2 separate regions of the Anas platyrhynchos genome follow, and region 2 is linked to region 1. The links are chromatin contacts, called in public Hi-C maps. All regions are on one chromosome and are shown on one strand. Each heading gives the region's core, a stretch centred on a gene start, on an enhancer-like site or on the middle of the called end of the contact. The rest is flanking DNA. Distances are from core to core; before and after follow the strand shown. Region 1 has its middle 26 kb from the start of IFNGR1. Region 2 has its middle 14 kb from the start of IL22RA2.

Region 1 (3,631 bases), core at 674-3,173:
ACTTTGCCATTGGGAGAAGAAAAAAAAAAAAAAGTGAAAACACAATAGAAGGGAGGTAAAAAGCTCTGAATGTAAACTTTTTTGTTTGTTTGCACTGTGAGTACAAACACTACAGTAACTTGCTGAACTTCATATTATTTTATAGATCTTCCTCTAAGCCTTCAAAATCAAACCCTAGCAGAGATTAACATCCAAAATAATTGTTTTAATTTTGCTCTTTTCTTGAGGCTGGCCAAAGGCTGATTGCTGTCCATCAAAACCCACTTGAAATTTTTTTTTAATCAGATGAATTATGTAAAGAGGAAGCACTTTTCCCAATATTACCAATGAACTGTAGCGTCACCAAACAGTGACAAAAGTGACTTCAGCAGCTCTGATGTTGAATGGCACTGAAGGCACAGAAAGACAATTGAAAATATCTTGTCCTTCTCTACTGATGTGAAAAGGTAGGAGAAAAAAAGAGGGGAGCATTGGGATGGTCATTTACCCTACAGGGAAAGGAAAAACCTTGTATTCCTGTTGTAATCCCCAGAAATCTTGTTTTTGCCTAATGCCATTTCATACATTTTTGCTCACGGTAGGCTGAGCAGTATTCCTGCTTGGTTGCCTGGGATGGGAGATGTTAAGTGTCATGTCACACATAGCTGTGCACCGCGTCCTCATGCTGGGCTGGGAACTGATCCCATGGGCAGCCGGTGACATTTCCAGGGGCTGGGAGAAAGCGGGGGCAGGCTGATTCATTCTCTGTCTCCTCTTCCTCCCTGGTTGTGTCTCCTGCTCGGGCTCCTTTCAGCCTTATTCATGAGCAGATCACTGAGGGAAGGGAACGGGGAAAGTTATTTGCATTCCAACATTACATTTAAAAGCTATAAATTACCGGCTACTATAAACAATCTCCTTGCTGACGGCACTGCTCATAAAAATCTGTGTTTGTGTGTGTGCTGCGTTCAGCTGTGTGTGTCCACATTCAGCCTTGTGGGATTTTTTTCTCCCAGTTATGACAACTATATTAATTCTTCTGGGCTCTGAATGCAATGCCTGATGCAACACATATTTTTGCTGTTTTTCTGGTTGTTGTAGGTCCAACTCAAAAGTAAAATCATTGCCACTGCTTTGAGTTAAGTTTTGGTGTTAGACTGGGAGAAAGGATTGTGGTCTCCTTGGCCAAAAGCCAGACAAATAGTAAAAATGCTTTAGAAACAGTGATATTTACTGTAGCCAGAAACACTGTGCTACTGCTGAAGAGGCAAAAAGGTTATGCAGAGGGAAAAACAAGGAGGAGGAGACTCAAAGATGTAATGTTTGCTGTGTGTCTGCAGGTAAGCTGAGTACACAGAGCTGGGAGTGGGGCCTGCAAGTGAAGGGAAAACTGCTCTATTTCTAACAGTACTCTAAAGACGTGATTCCTAAAGACTGTGAGAGTAAACAGAGTGTGGTGATGATGGTCTGCATCTGTGCAGTCTTTCAGGGTGGTGGTACATGTGAGGGGGCACAGAAATGCAGTGATCTTCAGCCCAGTGGGTTCCTGGGATCCAGTGTGCTTTCCAAAGCTTGCTGAAGTCTTCTGACTGATGAATCATGAAAAAATGTAATTCTGTTGGAAAAAAAAAATCAGTCTGTTTGATATGTATTATTCTCTTAGGTAACCCTGCCTTCATGAACTGGCAGGTTTTTCCCTCATGAGATTTAATTCCTGATGACTTCTTCCTCTTGTAAATACATGTAATGTCACAAGGCTGGCAGAGTCCTCAAACCTTGTGTTTGTGAGGTTTGAAGGCTTTGGCCACAGACTCTACCTCTTAGCAAAAAAAGAGAAATCCCCTGTATCTGTGCCAGACAGCATTATTTGTGAGTGCTGAGACTGGGCTGCCTGTGTTGGGGATTGCCCAACTGCTGACCGGACAAAGAGCAGCACTGCAGACCTCCATTTCGTAACCAGATACAGAAACACAAGGGAACTGTGAGTGCTCTGGAGGTGTTTATGGCAGGAACCACAGTCTGGAAGAGTTCTTGGCTCATGGATAGCTGCAACCTGGGATGGTTTTTTTTTTTTTTTTTTTTTGTTTTGTTTTGTTTTGTTTTTTTGTTTGTTTGTTTTTTTTTGTTGTTGTTGTTGTTTGTTTTGTTTTGTCTTTTTTTTGTTTGTTTGTTTGTTTGTTTGTTTGTTTGTTTTTCCCCACATTTTCAGATATGTATGGTTACAATTATCTGTACAAAAATCATGCATCGGACCTGTCAGGCCAAGGTCACCAGGTCAGGAGGGAAACCCTGCTCTGAGTAATGAAACCTCCGAGCAGGGTTAGTATTTTCAGCCTCAAATAAGAAGACCTTTCCTGTCTCCAGCCAATGCCAGGTGCAGTGTCACAGCTTCTCTGCTCCAGTGGCAGCTCTGCATGGGAAGGCTGAGCACACATGGCAGGCCTTAGCACTGTCATCCCAGCTGACCAGCAGATTGCTAGTGAAAAGCCTCCTGGGGGGTACCTGGGGTGCTGGATTGAGAAGGAAAGGAGCAGAGTGGCAAGGTGCCAGATCAAAGAGTTTCCTGTTCCCTGGTCACTCTCTAAACAACAGGCATTGCCTTCCCCTGTGCCCTGTCCCTCTCTGAGGAGAGCACTGGCAGGATTTGCATGCATCATCTCACAGGGCATTTGAAGGAGGTCCTTGTCCCTGGATCTTGCTCTTACCTGGCTCAGCAGCCACATTTGCCAGGTCACTTTCCATGCTTGCAGTGTGCAGCTAAACCTAGAGCAGGAGGTGCAGTGAGGTTGTGGCTGTACTTTGTGGGGCTGCTGCCGTGTGCTGGAGACTCGTCAGCTTTTCTCCAAAGGAGCAGGTATCTGCCCCATGGGACACCTCTCCAGGAACAGCAGGACTGTCTCTCCCACACAGGCTGTGCTGAGGTAATTCACCTCATCATGAGCTGAAATCCAGCTTGCATCAGCTCAAGGCAGTTTCAGGGCTAATTTCACTGGCAAAAAATGGTGCGGCGTGCTCACACTGGCTAGTGGGGATCCCCAAAGTGCAGTGTGCTCCAGGCTCACTGTCTCAGGTATCATCCTGTGTTTTTTTGCCCTGCTGTGAGCACTGGCACGAGGTTACCTTTGGAAGTGTGGACTGAGACCACTCACAATCCTGTTGGATTTTGGGAGTATCACTAAGAGGATTTAGTGAGGGGTAGAGATCTGGTCTGTTTGGATTTGGGGTGGTTTGGGATGGCAGCATGATAGAAGCATGGACTCAGATACTGGGAATTTCCATGTGAAAGCTGTGGTTTGTGGAGGATTTCTTCTCTGTTTCGCTTCAGCTCTGCTGGCCATTACTGGAGAAGAGCAGCAAATTCATTTACCCAGTCATCTCAGGTGGTGAAGCATGCACCACCATGTCCCCGTGACAAATAGGGGGGTGCAGGCCTGGGGCAGACCTTGGTGTGCTCCTGAAGGAGGTTCTGGCATTGTCTGATGGAAACACAGTGTCCACACCATTGGACCCACGTGAGGAGAGCAGCTCTGCCAGCAACTTCAAGGAGGTGTACGGCTTGCTGGAGTCCTGTGGCTAATGCAGAGATTTTCCATAAGAAAAGGAAAGGTCTGTGCACTGGTCTTTGGGTGTGAGCTCTTTATGGGGGTGAAAG
Region 2 (3,631 bases), core at 408-2,907, 70 kb before region 1:
TAAAATGTTTCCTCAGCAAGCAGAATGGGAATTGCCTGCTCATTTCCGCAGGCTTCTTGAAGAATTTGTCACAGCTCCTCTGTGCCTGAGGAGCCAGGTACTGTCCAAGATAACAGTGAATAGCGAAACAGAATTCACTTCAAGATAAAGTTCAACAGAGTCAGAGCTGCTGCCGCTACGTGCTACCCACTTCCTATACAACAGTGCCATTGATAGGAATCTGGTTTTAATTACAACAGAGGCTAAAATGTCAGCATGTAAATGGCTAAAATGTCCTGGGGTGTAGACTGAGGATCCACATTTTTGCTGTCCTGAGGAGTAAATGAGAGGGTATTTTCTGCTGCAGCAGAGAGCACATTTTTTTGTTCCGTGAAAATATTTTGCTGCTTGTTTAGTATTTTCTTCCAATCAACAAAAAAGGACATGTGTTTAATCATTCAGGGTGGTCTTGGAGAACAGACTGTCATTTCTGCTCTGGAGCTAGGCCTTCTGTAACTTTCTGTGTCTTTTGTAATCCAACATGTCAGAATGGATATTTTTCTTTAAAATGGCTTGAAACTTCTGACTTGGGCTGAACTTTAACCTGCTGAGCCTGTTGGCGGTGATACAAACACCATCATTATCTTTATTGCAAAGGAAGATAATTTCAAATTTAGCATTCAAGTATTACTTGGGGAGGTTGTCATTTAAAGGGAGACTGAGTGGCCTCAGGTGATAGAACAACAGGCACTTCCACAGCAATCTCATATCTGAGGTCCTCAGACCAGAGAAACATTGTTCATTGCCCAATGCTGCCAAAATACTGCCATGTAACCATTGCAAATCACTTCATTCAAAGGTGTTTGGAGTGTCCGTATATCTTTCCAGATAACTCTGAATGTCTTTATAGACCAGATTAGAGCCCTTTCCTATTTCACAGGGGGATAATACAAAGATAAATACATTGTTAAGGCACTCCAGAGCTTAGGGGTTTTCATGTGCCTAATTCCCATTGAAGTCAATGGTCTCTGAACACTCTGTTCCTCAGTGAACACTTCTCCTCCTTCCTAAGAAATACGGAGTCTATTATCTAACTTGCTGTTCTAATGACTGTGGTCTTTGTGGTCACACAAAGAGGCTCCATAGTTGATACTCTTCCCACAGCCCAGGAAGAAATTTACAGCTTTTGCTGTGCAGCAAGTAACTCTGCAAAAGTTTTCCAGTTTGTATGGCTGACAGTGTGGTAGGGCTGTCTATGTTACAGACATAAGGTTCATCCTTTGTCCCCCCTACCACAAGTGTTCTCTAGTTAGGACAACTGATGAAGCTCTCTGGCACTGTCTGATTCTTGGGATTCCATGGACTGGAAGGTTTTCTAAGTCCCCGTTATAGGAAAAATTAGTACCAGAACTCATTAGAGGGAGGTGATGATAGGTTGTTCTGAATGGCCTGGGGAATACTCTGGGAAGACAAAGTGTGTGTGGGCGTCCACCTCATGACCAGATTACGCTGGGAAAGACAGGCATAAAGCACTCACATTTATGATATGTTTTCTAGCTATCTTGCTTGCAAAGGCTGAAACTATTAAAAGAGGGATTCCGAGTCCTGCTGTCTGTGGAGGTGCTGGCTGACTGTCTGTCACGATGATTGAGGGACATAAAGTTCAGACAGCTTAGTCATTACCCAGTTCTGGGAAATCCACCAGCATGCTCTTTTTCCTCTGAAAATGCTTCATCTCACGGCACAGTTTGTGCCTGGACCTTTTCCCCTAATCATCAGAGGTATGGGAAGGATTATTCAACTGAGTCATTCAGGGATAATTCTTTATTTTTATTTTTTTTTAAACAAAGAGGCTTCTTGCCGGCTGAAAGTTGAGAATTTGGAGGCCTCCAAACACACAGCTGCAGCTGTGTGGGATGTAGGATTTTCAGTTCTGGGTTCAAAGACAATCTAGTCTGCCTGTCTGTAACTAGATGAGACTTTCCACTATGCTAAGATGTGGAAATACCTCAGTTGCTTCAGATACCATCATTGGAAGCATTGGATGGATACAGTCATGAGTTCTTGCTTATATATTTTCTTAGGTTCCTTGTTTTGTTCCTGACCCCTGATTTCTTTGCCCCTCAATCAGGAGGCTAAAGCAAAAGCAAAACTCTATAGTGACGATCATGAACGAAAACAAATTGTACAAGAACAAGGTATAGTATTCGCTTAGTCAATGTAGTTTCCAAATCTATCTCACCTTTGTTTTCATTTTGGTTGGAAACATGAACAACAGCCATAACAAAAGTAGCAGCATAGCTTGTGGTGATAGACATGGTTAAAGCATTGCATTACTACTGCCTTGCCACAACATGTCAGTATAGTCCCGTATATGGTTCAGCCAGACTTCTCTTTACAGCCCCCTGGTTTAAAAGTGTCCCCTTGGAATTTGAGATTTTGCTGTTGTTCTTGTCAGCTTTGCTTTTGTCATCTGTGGAGAAATAGTCGTGTGCACTAAGTGGAAATGTACCCCTCTCTTCAGAAAATAAATACCAGACTTGTTTCAGGAACAAAAAATTCTACTTGAATTTGGTTCATTCTCAGCTTTCTTAATGCTTTTCTTTAAACAAATAAAGGATTGCAAACGTTCATTAAAGTCTGAGTTAAAATGTTCTAAAAACTTTTCCTTGCACAGTTCACATCAAACCATAAAAACTAATAAAATACAAAGAAACTATACTTATGTCTGTGGTTTGATTTATTTTTCTCTTGTATTTTAGAAACTGAAATGGTCTTTTCCAAGCAGTTAGGATTGTTCTATGGCAGTGAAACATTCACATCTGGTAATTTTATGCAGACCATGGCTAAGATACTGCCTCTAAGCAAGTGAATGCAGATGGTCTGCTTCATGTAATGAAGTTAGCCATCAGATTGTGAAAGCTGCTTTAGATTTTGGTACAGCCTAGAGCAAGGGAAGAGTCTGTTCCTTCTTGTGCTACACAGTCTCTCTGCAGTAGCTGTGATAACACCCAAGATTTATGGTCTTACACACTCATTATATATCATAACACTGACTGTTGCCTGCTCAGTCCTTACCTGGAAGTTATTTTTGCCACATGAGTAAATTCTGCCTGGAGGTTAAGTATGCAACCCCCTTACAAACGGTGACCAATGCAAGACAGTGAAAAGGGAAGAGTGAATGTCTTACTCTTTTGTCATCCTTGGTCCCTAAGAAAGTGTAAATATCTCTGGGAAATTCTGTTTTTTGCATATCACAAGTATATCCTAGGACTTGAACTCACAGGAACAACTGTCCTTCCCTCAGCAAGCGAGTCCATGTTGTTCTCCAATGAACTGAAGGGACACGACCCACAGGCCTTGATAAGTACCTCAGAAAAAGTTTCTACATAAAAATTGTTACTATTAATACGTTATATTCATTAATACAGCTAATTTCTGTGATTTTTTTTTGTGCCTGCCTGAAGGATGCCCTGGGGATTGAGGCATTTCCAGTACCTGCTTTCATCCTACTGGCTGGTCAACCTACAGCTTGCTCAAATCTTGAAATTCATTAAAAATACTAGCAGTGACATTTGGATTGTAAACATTAAACAAATCACTTCAATTGCGATTGTTTATGGAGATACATCATGTTCTACATTATTTACCA

Evidence for each region. Hi-C and Micro-C count contacts between places; a contact is called where the count stands out from the background.
Region 2: a contact with region 1 is called in a Hi-C map of liver, with 2.3 times the contacts expected there. The contact joins two enhancer-like sites. A contact is called at or near these places in 2 of 8 Hi-C or Micro-C datasets (liver and subcutaneous adipose tissue).

Annotation. Positions count from the first base shown.
Region 1 is chr3:60,354,418-60,358,048 of IASCAAS_PekinDuck_T2T, reverse strand. No RefSeq gene overlaps it. Among named protein-coding and RNA genes, the nearest start is that of IFNGR1, 26 kb to the left of the region's middle. Within about 2 kb of position 1,923, at least 3 of the 8 cell types and tissues checked have an H3K27ac peak or open chromatin away from gene starts, as enhancers often do. A contact at or near this core is called in subcutaneous adipose tissue, where this site is marked.
Region 2 is chr3:60,423,992-60,427,622 of IASCAAS_PekinDuck_T2T, reverse strand. No RefSeq gene overlaps it. Among named protein-coding and RNA genes, the nearest start is that of IL22RA2, 14 kb to the right of the region's middle. Within about 2 kb of position 1,657, at least 1 of the 8 cell types and tissues checked has an H3K27ac peak or open chromatin away from gene starts, as enhancers often do. A contact at or near this core is called in subcutaneous adipose tissue, where this site is marked.